Linked DNA regions of Mus musculus: region 1 is linked to region 2. Evidence: chromatin contacts called from public promoter capture Hi-C data. All regions are on one chromosome and are shown on one strand. The core of a region is the stretch at or near the end of the contact, and the rest is flanking DNA. Distances in the headings are between cores, read along the strand shown. Region 1 holds the start of Fam71e2 (family with sequence similarity 71, member E2). Region 2 holds the start of Tmc4 (transmembrane channel-like gene family 4).

Region 1 (6,337 bases), core at 2,064-4,563, 1.1 Mb before region 2:
TCGATTATGTTCCTGAGGTCTTTTTTGTTTTTATCTTTGAGAATTTTGGGACAGGGTTTCTCTGTGTAACTTTGGCTATCCTGGATGGAACTCACTCTGTAGACCAGGCTGGTCTCAAACTCAGAGGCTCTGCTTTGCTTTTTTGAGAAGAGGTTTCTCATTGAACTTGGAACTCACCAATTCAGCTAGACTGGATGACTGGCAAATCCCCGAGAATCCTCCTACCTGTCTAATTTACTCAGCACTTAGATTACAGGCACGTGCTGGTGTGCCCAGCTTTTTTACATTAGACCCAGAGGTTTGAACTCATGTCCTCTTGATTGTGCAGCAAGCACTTTACTACTTTATTAATTGTGCATTCTTCCAAGCCTCGGGGTTTGTTAATAATTATTTATTTTATTATTTATTTTAATTCCAGCACTTGGGAGGCAGAGGCAGGCAGATTTCTGAGTTCAAGACCTGAGTTTCTGGTTTACAGAGTGAGTTCCAGGATAGCCAGGGCTACACAGAGAAATCTTGTCTTGAAAAAAACAAAACACAAAAAAATTTATTTTGTGTATAATACTATAGCTGTCTTCAGATGTACCCGAAGAGGGCATCAGATCCATTACAGATGGTTGTGAGCCACAATGTGGTTGCTGGGAATTGAACTCAGGACCTCTGAAAGAGCAGTCAGTGCTCTTAACCACTGAGCCATCTCTCCAGCCCCCCAAACTGCCTTTCCTATGTATCCTTGAATCCTGATCCTTCCGTGCTGGGATTACAGGCGAGAACACCCAATACGGCTTCAGTTTTCTAAACCCCAGACCCTTGCCTTTAGCTAACCTTCTTTCTCTCTTCAACAGATGTCTCGCCTGGCCTTGCCCCAGGCAGCCCCAGACCAACCTGTGATCCCCCTGGGCCCTCCTGCCTCAGCCTGGGGAAGCATCCGGGCAGCTCATGCCATCCTAGGAGGGCTGCACCTGACCTTGGACTGGGCCGTGCGGGGCCTGCTGTTGTTAAAGACTCGACTGTGACTCGGGACTGAAAACCACCATCGATACCGCCCTTTAAAACCAGATCTTATTTATTTATTTATTTTGGTACTTGGAGGGGGGCATGATGATCAGGGGCATGCCACACCCCAAACAACCGCCCCACACCCAGCTAGACAGTCTTTCCAGTAGACCTGGGTGAGGGGGATCACCTGTGGCTTATTTATACTTATTTATTTAAACAATTGGGGGGTGGGTGGGTGCATCTGAGACCCTGAAGAGCAGGGAACTGAGATCCTGGGTTCTGGGGTCTCTATGAAATCTGTTCACAGTGTCTTCCTCACTTCCTACATTATTTATTAAACGATTACTTTTTATATTAAGAGGAGGAAGGAGGGAAGCCGGGCGTGGTGGCGCATGCCTTTAATCCCAGCACTCGGGAGGCAGAGGCAGGCAGATTTCTGAGTTCGAGGCCAGCCTGGTCTAAGAGTGAGTTCGTGAGTTCCAGGACAGCCAGGGCTACACAGAGAAACCCTGTCTCGAAAAACCAAAAAAAAAAAAAAAAAAAAAGAGGAGGAAGGAGGGGGAAAAAGGAAGCCTGGGGTTTTATACCAAAATGTGAGTTTTTTTTTGTGAGTCAGAGAAGTGAGAGGATTTAAATACATATCTATTTAGAGGTTATTAGCAGGAGTATGCCGAAAGGATCGGAGTCTAAACTGGTACCCTAGCATTTCAAAGGTCCTCAACAGATACTTAACAAAAAGTTCCAGAGCATCACCTTATAACTAATAGCACCTGTATGGTACAGAGCTGTAAGGTACAAGGTTTTTTGTTTCAGCAAAATTCACGATGACCAATGGGAAACAATCTAGGCTTTCTGGGGGGCGGGCAGGGGATGGATGAATAAAGCTAGGGATACATCCGCATGATGAAGTTCTAGCTCGCCAACCATAAAAAGGCAAGTTCCAGGCGAAGACTGCTTTAGATATTGAACGTCTCTGCGACCCAGGAGCAGCAGATGGTAGAACTACTCTCCCTATACATGAGTATGGACTGTTTGGTTTTTCAAAATGGAAACACCATGATGTTGACGATAGCTGCCTCAGGGCTGAAAACAAGCAATGGCACAGTGGGTGACTGTTACTGTTTGTGTTTGCATTTTCCAGAGTTTTCACCATGACTGTATTTTGCAGGACACATTTATAAACATTAATAAACACTATTTTTAGAATGGCACTGTACCAGTCTCTGTCTCACCCCACTGTACATGCTGTATAACCTCAAAATAGGACTCAGAAGGGACCAAGAAAAATGGTTATTTGAGCCCATGTCCTGGGTCATACTGAGCATACACACACACACACACACACACACACACACACACACACACACACATATATATATACACATATACATATATCTCCTTAAGAAGTTGTCTTAGATTCAGAAAAAGTTGCCCTGCTTTACAAAAGAGAGGGAAACTGAGGCTCAAGGGGAGGAATTGTTTTCTGTAGGGTATTTTGCCTTGGTTTTGAGTCTTACCTCACAGAGATCTGCCTGCTTCTTCCAGAGTGCTGGAATTAAAACTGTGTGCCACCATGCCCAGCTTATTGCTCTTATGCTCATACAGGTAGTTGGCCTTATATCATTATGGTACTAGGACTGAACCCAGGGCCTTGTGCATGCCAAGCAAGCACTTTAACACTCAACCGCATCTCCAAGCCCTTTGCTTTATTTTTCTATTTATTATTTTGAGACAAGGTATTGTTACATAGCCTAAGATGGTTTCAAACACGATTTTCCAGCCTCCCATCCCTAGTGCTGGGATAACAGCTGTGATGGCCATGCCCAGCTATGGTCGTCCTTTCTTTACAGTTCAGTGTTTAGTTGATTCGAGAGTTGTGGGGACACACACACACACACACACACACACACACACACACACGAGCCATTAGGAAACTGAGGCTCAATGTGGGGTTGGGTCTTCCTGAGAGTAAAGAGGAGGGTCACAGGCAGAACTAGGCCTGTGATTCAAGCCTTTGGGTTAATGATCCCTATGGAGGTTCTAACACAGATCCCTGGGGGGGGCGGGGAGGGGGGAGCGGGGGGGGGGGAGGGCTGTGTCATCACAATCTTGGGTCCAGGAGATGGAGATGTTCTGATAGAGGTCTGAGTCACCTATCCCAGCCCTCAAAAGAGTCCACACCTTATTCTGGAATGGTGAGGCCCCTAGGCAGTTCCCAGGAAGCAGCCTCTAGGGTCTAGTGAGGTCACAAAGCCCCTCTCAAAGGTTCCACCCACGGCCTAGTGCTGACTACCTCTCTGCAGGGCCATGGCCATACCAGAGTCTCTCGGCCCTGGGGACACTCCACTTTCTGTCACTGCTGAGCGCCTGACATCCTTGAAGCCCAAGGGTCCAAAGCTGGTGGGCTGGGGTGGGGGTCAGGGCTCCACTTGGGTCCAGGATTCTTGAATCTATACACCCTCACCCGCTGTTATGGCACCCGCTGTTATGAGGCGGCTGTGGCGCTTTTTTTTCCCTCCGCCTCCCCCGGAGCCTCCGAAGTGGGTTCCCATCCTTGGAGAGATGCAGAAGACCCTTCAGATGGCCGAATACCTGCCCCTCCGCCCGCTGCCCATGTTCGAGAGTAACTTTACCCAGGTCCCCAGCTCCCTGAGCCCCCTGGAAATGGGGGAGGAAGTCTGAGACACAGGAAGAGAGAGGGAACCCCTGGGCAGAGTGGGTTGAACAGGGATTTGGAATTTGAACTCCTGTAGGTAGAAGATGGGTTTGGAAAGAAAGGAGGCTCTCAGGTGAGGGATGCTGGAGGAATGTTGGAGAAAGAACTGGTCCCAGCCCTGCTCCCTGGCTGCCCCAGGTAACCAACAATGGGACTCCTGCGTTATTACACAACAAATCCAACAAGCTGACTATGGGTGTCGCAGCATCCTTGCCTGGCCTAATGCTGCCTGACATTCTGTTGATTGCTCGGCCCCCCGAGGACGAGGAGTGCTCCAGTCTCATCCTAACCAGGTATGTTCCTTGAGCCCCATCCTAGCTCACTCCACTCCATCCTATCGCACTAGCTACCTTGTCTCCCACCTCCCGCAGGATGATCCCACTAGACCTTGCCCGCCTGTATGTCGATGATCTGCCCACCTGGCGACTGAAACTGCGTCTGAGATCCGGCCGTCATTATTTCCTGGCACTGGATGCCCCTGAACATGAGCTGGCCTTTCTGTTTGACCGCTGGATTCGCCTCATCAACATGCTTCGAGGGCCTAAATTATCCAAGACACCAAAAACAGAACCCTCCGTGCTGGAAATACCCCCAGAAGTCACTCTTGCCTCCACTTGGCACTTTCAGGTGAGGATTCAATGAACAAGGCCTGGAAACCACCGTCCAGATTCCACAGAGAACAGGGGACCCACAGCCCACAGGCTAGCCGCTCCCATCCCATTGGAAAGGAGCTGGGATCCTAGAATGCTGTATTTAAAAGGAGAGTCTGACCTCATGGGACCAAGGAAGAAAAGATGGGGAGGAAGGTGCAGGCTGGGCAGGTGAGACAATCATGGGGTGGAGAAAACAGTTCAGTTGGTAAAGATATTATTGCCTAGGAACTATGAGAATCTGAGTTCAAACCCTCAGAACCCTCATAAAAATGCTGAGCGTTGCCAAGAGTGGTGGCACACATCTTTAATCCCAGCCCTTGGGAGGCAGAGGCAGGTAGATCTCTTGAGTTCTAGGCCAACCCGTTTTACAGAGCCAGTTCAAGGACAGTCAAGGCTACCCAGAGAAACCTTGTCTTGAAAAACAAAAACAGTAAACCCAAAACCAAAACAAACAGTTGGGTATACTGGCACAGGCTTGGGTTCCCAGTGCTGCAGAGGGAGACAGGTAGGTTCCTGGCCTTGCCTGATCTACTTGGTAGATTCCAGCCCAGTGAGGAAACTATCTCAGAAGGAAACACAAACAAACAAAAAAAAGGCAGGCAGTTTCTTGAGGAATGACACCTGAGGTTGTCCTCTGGCCTCCACATGCACAGACTTACAGACACGCATACGGCCAGGAACCCAGGCACAGTGGTACAGCACTTGGGTAATCAAGTTAGGAGGCTCCTGCCCCAGCCTTTGGGATGGACAGTGTGAGGTCAGACACAGCTTCAGACAAAGGTGATCTCTGGCCTTGAAACTCTGACTATTTTGTGCTAATTCCTATTGGTTTCTTTTCTCTTAGTATTTTGTGCTAGTAAGCATTGATTTCTTGCCACTCTGTGGCTGAATGTCTTAGGTTCTGGTAATAAACTCCTGCTGGCAGCAGCAGGGGATTAAGAAGAAAAAAGGGATAACTGCTAGGGCTCTTTTCTCTCTGGCTCAAGGACCTCTCATGGCCAGGCAAGAGGCTTGGAACTCATTAACTCTCCATGAACCAGAGAGAAAAGAAAGAAAATCATTTACACAGATAACATGCACAGGCACACACACATTCATACACACACACTCATACACACACATACACACACACACACACACACACCCTGCTCGGGCCCGAACACCTGTCTCATCAACTCCATGAGTGTTCATGCATACTTACATACATACACAAATATGTATAGATGTATGTATGTACATACATATAGACATGTGGACAAATACATATATACATTTGGTGGATGGGGCTCTTTAGTGTCACACTTTATTTCTTCTCTATGGCCTTCTTAGACAAAAGTTCTTCATGAAGTTACCACATAGATAAAATGATATACAAAAACTGTTGCAGAAGGATGTCAATAGTAAGTTCAAAGCAGTGCTTCATTCTGTAAGCTCATTATAAGTTCAAAGCAACAGTTTCACATGGCCTTGCTTTATCATATACTGCACACCTGTGGCTTCATCCTTGGACCTGACCTCGAGTGAATATTCTCCCTTGATCACAAATTGATCCCAAGCCTATTTCTCTTCTTAGTGTAATTGTGAAGGTTTATTGTATCCCTTATTATGCAGCCTTTACTTATTATTCTATGAGGAGCAGGCACATTCTATCTCAATTCTAATCTTATTACATCTTTCTGGCAAAACAACTAAAACTATTTCCTACAGCTTTCTTCTTAAAATTATTTGAACCAAATCAGGAATTCTATAAAGTCATTAATTCATCCAAACAGCATTAATTCATGAAAGTTCATCTTCATGTTGATCTGCAGGAAATCTGCCCACTAGTGTATGCTGATGCCCAGGAACCATTAGGCTATGTAATAGTGACAGGAAAGGCATATCAGCAGTGAGAAGCAATCCTGAGATGAAGTCTCTAAGGACCGTGCATCTACGAGCTTACCCATCACAGACCATGAAAACAGTGGGC
Region 2 (6,507 bases), core at 284-2,783:
AGGGATGCAGCTTAGTGCTGCATTATTGCCCGGTTTGTGCAGGGTCCTGAGTTCAGTTCCCAGTGACAATCATAGCCTCTTTGGCTTTCAGGATGCAGGAAGGAAGAGTGGGCCTGAACTCCTAAATCTGAGGGAGGAGGGCTGAGCCCTGTACTCCTGGGCTTGAGGAAGGGAGGCATGAGACAGTGAGGACTGAAGCTTGAACTTGTGTGTCCTGACTCAATATCTTCCTCCAGGAGTGCCTGGACCATGCTGTTGAGTGCCTACTGGCATGGCCTCCACCCTGGTTACTACCTAAGCTTCATGACCATCCCGCTGTGCCTGGCTGCTGAGGGCTATTTGGAGTCAGCCTTGCGGAGACACCTGAGCCCCGGGGGCCAGAAAGCCTGGGACTGGGTCCACTGGTTCCTGAAGATGCGTGCCTACGACTACATGTGCATGGGCTTTGTGCTCCTTTCCATGGCTGACACACTCCGGTACTGGGCCTCCATCTACTTCTGGGTCCACTTTCTAGCCCTGGCTTGCTTGGGGCTGGGGCTGGTTTTGGGTGGGGGCAGCCCCAGCAAGAGGAAGACACCATCCCAGGCCACCAGCAGCCAAGCGAAGGAAAAGCTCCGGGAAGAGTGAGCTCTGCTGCATTGGCCTGCCTTCCAGTTCAAGCTTTTTTGGGAATTCCATGAACCAGGCTGTTTGTTTGGGGTTTTTGTTTGTTTGTTTGTTTGTTTCCTTTACCCAGCAAGAATCCCTTGTTTGGCTAAGAGCCTGGAGAGGATCCCCTCTTCCCAAATAATTCCTCTGCCTTCTATTTAAAGCTAAGGTATCCTTCTCTTGGGCTCTCTCAGCATCTTGACCTTTTCAGACCTTCCTCTGCTAACATCAGGGTATTACTATCCACTCTTGAACCTATTATCTCTGCAACAATCTTCAGATGTTCAAAAAGCCACACTTCCCAAAAATGCCCTTGCAGGGACCAGTGGTCATCTGGCATCTTAGACAGACTCCCAGTGGGTCCCCAGTATGGGGGCAGGAACTTCAGGGCCAGGTTCTGGGAGAGGGGAGGGATAGCCTTCTTGTTTTCCTCTTTGTTTTTATCATCACACCAGTGTTTCAGAGACCATGGTCTTACACATGCTGAAGGAGAAGCTAAAATGTGAGAAGCCCCAGGGGAGCTTGCTCTTACAGCAGCTTCTGCCTGAGCCATTTCTGGGCTCCCCATACAACCTACCACCCAGTGTCATCCTTGGCCTGTGACAGGCCAGAATGTATAAAGCTTTCCCAATAAAGTGTTACACATGCATTTGTTTGTGAGTATAACTGTGGGCAACAAACCAAAGACACTGACCCAGAATGCCAGTGTGCATTTGTGTGTGTATTGGGGGGGTGGGGTGGGGGGGTCTGGCTGCCATGAAGTTTGGCCGCTCAGGAGGCTGTAAGGACTTCAATTCCCAGGAGACCTTTATAGGAAATGTACCGCAGTCACCCGGGTCACCTAGTGGCCAGGTGCAGACCTGTAGCAGGCCCCTCCCTCCCTTACCGAGGGCAGTCCCCGCCCTGGGGCCTCCAGAGACAGAAAGAACGGGTGCTGGAAGTACGGTACATCCACAAACATGGAAGCCTGGGGCCAGTCCCCAGCCTGCTCCAGCTCCCGGAAAGCCAGAACAGGTAGGAGAGAGTCCAGCAAAGTCAGGTCCATTCATAAAGGAAGGGAAGCTGAGCTCCTGAACCTGAGACTCGAAGAGGACTTTCATTTCCTGGGTTTCCTAAGAAGGAAACTCAGATTTCCCGAAAAACAGTACAAGTTTACGGTCTTGGAGGACAGAGTCAGGAAACGGGTCCCTAATATCAGGCTTGTGAGGAGCCAGGATTCTAAGCTCACCAATGAGGGAACGGGAAGTTGTTGAAGTTTAGAGTCACACTTAGAGTAGAAGGGATATGGGAGTTCAAACCTAGACTCCGTGGGGGAGAGTCTAGGGCCACGAACCCCAGTGTGAAGGAGAAATAATGGGATCTATAGCCCTGGATCTGAGGGGAGAACCCGAGTCTGAACTCCTGGGTCTGAGGGGGGTGGCTTTAGGCCTGTACCCCTGGGTCTGAGAGAAATGGGCTGGGGCCTAGACCCCTGTATCTGAAGAAGGTTGGGGCATGGGCTCCTGGGTCTGAAAAAAGAGTCTGGGGCCTGGCTCCAGGGTCTGAGGGAGGTGGCCTGAACCCTGCACCCTTGTGTCTGAGAGATGGGCTGTGGCCTGGACTGTGGATCTGAGGGGAAAGGCTTGTGGCCTGGACTCCTCTGTCTTTCAATCCTTTGTGTTCATCCCAGGCCCATCGCTGGCGTCTGTGCTGAACGATCTCCCCAGCGCTGCTACGCTGCGATACCGCGGCCCTGGTGTGCTCCCTTGGGGAACACTGGATGAAGATGATGATGAAGGAGGAAGGAGCCTTCAGGCCTTTGCAGAAACTGCACAAATGGAATCTCACCCTTCCCGGGAACTTCCCTGGCCTATGCAGGCAAGGCGGGCACACAGGTGAGCACCTCTTTACTGACACACCCTTTCCTGATTTCAGTTATTCTGTTTACTTCCTTGCCACCAGCTTGGTAGGGTTAGCCTGGGCCGGCTCTGAACCTTGTGTTAAGAGACTCAGGAAGACTTGATCATTTTTTATTTTTGTTCCTTCTCCCAAACGTCCTTCTTGTTTTGTTTTGTTTTTTCTTTTCTACGTGTGTGTGTGTGTGTGTGTGTGTCCCTAAGATCATGCATGGGTGTGGCACAGCTTTCTTCGAAGCTCAGGGGACAACGTAAAGGAGTCAGTTCTCTCTCTCTACCATCTGAGTCTCAGGGATCAAAGTCGTTTTGACTTGGTCACAAATGCCCTTACGTGCCAACCATTTTGTTCTGTTTTGTTGAGACAAAAACAGAGTGAGGGTTGCACTCTGTCACCCAGGCTGACCTGAAAGCACTGTCTATCCTAATTTGCCCTAATCATTCTGCCCGCTGCTCCCAGTTGAGATACTACGAGCATGAATGGTGCACCACACTGCACTCATTTTCTTTCAAAAGCATGTCACTAATCTACCAGCCTGTCCTGGGACTCTCAATTCCACTGCCTCAACCTCACTGTTGGGATTACAAGCATACAAGCATGCATATACTACTAGACATGGCTCCATCATTATTTTATGTCTGGCTCCTTTTTTTTTTTTTTTTTTTTTTTGGTTTTTCGAGACAGGGTTTTTCTGTGTAGCTCTGGCTGTATTGGAACTCAGTCTGTAGACCAGGCTGGCCTCAGAAATCCACCTGCATCTGCCTCCCAAGTGCTGGGATTAAAGGTGTGCCCCCCCCCCCACCACCCAGCTCAGATTTGGTTCCTTTTTAATTGCTAAAGAGTATTCCAGTTTATGGATACAGTACCACGATGCCTGTCCTCGTTACATCGTGTTGTTTCTGTCTTTGGGTGGTTCCCAGTTTGTAGGTTCCAAACCCTTCATTTTCTGACGCTGACTCTGCTCTCTTTCTAGGAAGAGCCAGGCTACAGGGCAGCTGGCTTCTGGCTCTGAATCCAGGGCTGCCTACTGGACCCGACAGCTTTCCCGGACCAAGGGAAAAATGAAAGAAGGCTTTCAAACTATACAGCCCTGGGCATGGACGCTGAAGAAAATTGGGGGTGTGCTGGGCTTTAGAGGAAGAGGCCTGGGGTCTGAGGCTGGAGTGTGGTTTCCTGGGTCTGACAGAGAGGGGAGTGGCAATTATCCCCTGGGCCTTTGGGAAAAGGTCTGGTTCCTGCAGCCCTGGTCTGAAGGATGAAGACTAGTGCCTGAACCCTTCTGAATCAGAGAGAAGAGAACTGGAATCTGAGGGGGGAGGGCTGGTTTCTGGACCCCAGGGTCAGACCAGGAGTCAGGGCTCTGTTATAGATTTCTGGGTCTGAGGGAGGAGGGCTATGGCCAGGACTCTGGGTTGGAACTACACTGGTAAGGGACCTGAGGCCTCTCTGCTGCCCTCTGCAGGTCAGTTTGGAGCAGGCACTGAGTCCTACTTCTCCCTGCTGCGCTTCCTGCTCTTTCTCAACCTGGTGGCATCTGTCATTGAAATCTGCATGAAGCTGATCCCCACCTGGCTGGAAGGGGCTCCTCCAGGTCCCCCTGGCCCTAACATCTCTTCACCCTGTGGTTCCTATATTCCACACACTCATGGCCTGGTCGCCTTCCCCACCCAGCTTTTCAACTTGCTCTCTGGAGAGGTGGGTGCCATGGTCCCCAGAGGAACCTCCTTACTTTTGAAGCCTGGTTTCCTGGACGACACACACACAGATCACTCAGCTCCCTGATCGTTACCTCCACCCGGCCCCACTATGACCTTTGTTCTGCCTCTTCCTCCCCAGGGTTACCTTGAGTGGTCCCCTCTATTCTATGGGTTCTACCCACCCCGATCGAACCTGGCCATCACCTACCTGTGCTCCGTCTTTGCCATCAGCATCATCTACTTGCTGTGCATCCTACGACGGTTAGTGATGCCCACATCCTGATTCTGATAGGCAGGGGAAACCCACCCCCTCCCCCAGGAGTCATTTCTTCAACATTGAAATGTATTTTAAAGCCAGGAGAGGAGGCTCCAGGAGAGGAGGCTGAGGCAGGATGATTATTTTAAGTTCAAGGTCAGCCTAGGCTACAGAGTAAGTTGAAGACCGCCCTGAGCTGCACAGAAAAATCCTATCTGTCTGAGTATGTTGGCACATGCCTGTAATCTCTGTACTCAGGAGGCAGGGTAGATAGATCTTTGAGTTCAATGCCAACTTGGCTTTCTTTCTCAGAAAGAAAATGAAGGGACGGAGGGAGGGAGGGAGGGAGGGAGGGAGCACAAAACAGGCAGGCCCCTACCCCCAGTTTATCTAGTGGTAACCTAATGAGAGGTGGTTCAATACACACATGAAAGCCTGTTTAGAAGGTGTGTGACTATAATCCCAGAGTTTGGGAAGCCGAGGCACGAAGGTTACTCCAGGCTCCATCTCACAATATCCAGTGATATCAAGAAGTAGAACACAAAAAAAAAAAAAAAAAAGCCGGGCGTGGTGGCGCACGCCTTTAATCCCAGCACTTGGGAGGCAGAGGCAGGCGGATTTCTGAGTTCGAGGCCAGCCTGGTCTACAAAGTGAGTTCCAGGACAGCCAGGGCTACACAGAGAAACCCTGTCTCGAAAAACCAAAAGAAAAAAAAAAAAGAAAAAGAAAAAAGAAGTAGAACACTAGGCTGGCAAGACTTTGCAGCGGATGCGAACACTTTCTGCCAAGCCTGAGAAGCTGAGTTCCTTCCCCAGAGGCCCCATAGTAAGGAAAGGAAGCCACTTCCTCCATAGGTTGTCTTCTCACCACCACACACATGGCATGTCACACTGGTGCCATCACATAAACACACATGCACACAAAATAAATAAATGTAGAAAGAAAAATAATTAGAATACTAAGCTTACTGGCATGGCTCCTGTCTCAAATCCCAGCACTTGGGAGGTGGAGGCAGGAAGAACAGGAACTCTTTGGTTTTTTTGGGGTTTTTTTTGTTGTTGTTTTTTTTGTTTTGTTTTGTTTTGTTTTTCGAGACAGGGTTTCTCTGTGTAGCCCTGGCTGTCCTGGAACTCACTTTGTAGACCAGGCTGGCCTGGAACTCAGAAATCCGCCTGCCTCTGCCTCCCAAGTGCTGGGATTAAAGGCGTGTGCCACCATACCTGGCTGAACAAATATAAATTATGAACAAATATAAAACATGAATAAATGGATTTGGGAGCCCAGGCCTGTACTAGGTAGGTGACAGCAGGTATTAGGATCATGATTTTGAGGCCAGCTTTACCCTCATAGTGAGACCTTGTCTCAAAAGATAAAGTAGCTGGGCAGAGGTGGCACACACCTTTAATTCCAGCACTGGAGAGGCAGGTAGTTCTGTGACTCAAGGCCAGCCTGGTCTACAGAATGAAAAGCTGGGTATGACAGCAATACACACCTGTAGCCCCAGCACTGGAGGCTCGGGGAGGGCAACAGAGACAGGAGGATCCAGGGACTCAATGGCCAGCCAGTCTATCCAAAATGGTGAGTTCCATGTTCAATGAATGAGACCATTTGAAAAACAAAATGGAGAATGATAGAGGAAGACACCTAATGTGCATCACTGGCCTCCAAACACACACACACACACACAATCACCATGTATGTATGTATGCATACACCACATGCACACACATATTCCCAAGTGCATCCATACACTCATGCATACACTAAAACACACACATGCCTTGCTGGCTGGTTATGCCAGGAAAATACTTAAATATTGGGAGCTGGGAGAAGCTCTAAGATAGTTTCCTTTAAATATAGAGATTCCTTCTGATTTGCACGAGAAGGGATGTTGCCTCGGGTCCAAATACTAAGAACAGATCTCTAAAGAGATCATGTGGGAACACTCCCTAGTTGTCCTGGGGAGCACGGAGAGGCTACTGAAGGTAAACATAGTCTCTCTGTCCACTTCTG

Evidence for each region. Promoter capture Hi-C pulls out the DNA fragments that hold promoters and counts their contacts.
Region 1: a contact with region 2 is called in a promoter capture Hi-C map of hematopoietic stem and progenitor cells, with 4 times the contacts expected there. The contact joins the promoter of Fam71e2 here to the promoter of Tmc4 in region 2. A contact is called at or near these places in 7 of 39 promoter capture datasets (cranial neural crest, embryonic stem cells, frontonasal cranial neural crest and 3 more), 2 of 115 datasets of contacts at active chromatin or transcription factors (fetal liver and stem cell-derived neural progenitor cells) and 3 of 9 other capture datasets (adipose tissue, embryonic stem cells and macrophages).

What each region holds. Positions count from the first base shown.
Region 1 is chr7:4,768,246-4,774,582 of GRCm38.p6, reverse strand. Fam71e2 (family with sequence similarity 71, member E2) reads left to right here and starts at 3,313. Exons shown (of 11, transcript NM_172895.3): 1 at 3,313-3,636; 2 at 3,854-4,008; 3 at 4,087-4,342. The coding sequence starts at 3,472. Il11 (interleukin 11) reads left to right here. Exons shown (of 5, transcript NM_008350.4): 5 at 846-2,205. The coding sequence ends at 1,016.
Region 2 is chr7:3,672,579-3,679,085 of GRCm38.p6, reverse strand. It overlaps Tmc4 (transmembrane channel-like gene family 4), which reads left to right and starts at 1,533. Exons shown (of 15, transcript NM_181820.2): 1 at 1,533-1,662; 2 at 2,318-2,522; 3 at 3,515-3,660; 4 at 4,004-4,236; 5 at 4,378-4,499. The coding sequence starts at 1,608. It overlaps Mboat7 (membrane bound O-acyltransferase domain containing 7), which reads left to right. Exons shown (of 8, transcript NM_029934.4): 8 at 237-1,297. The coding sequence ends at 627.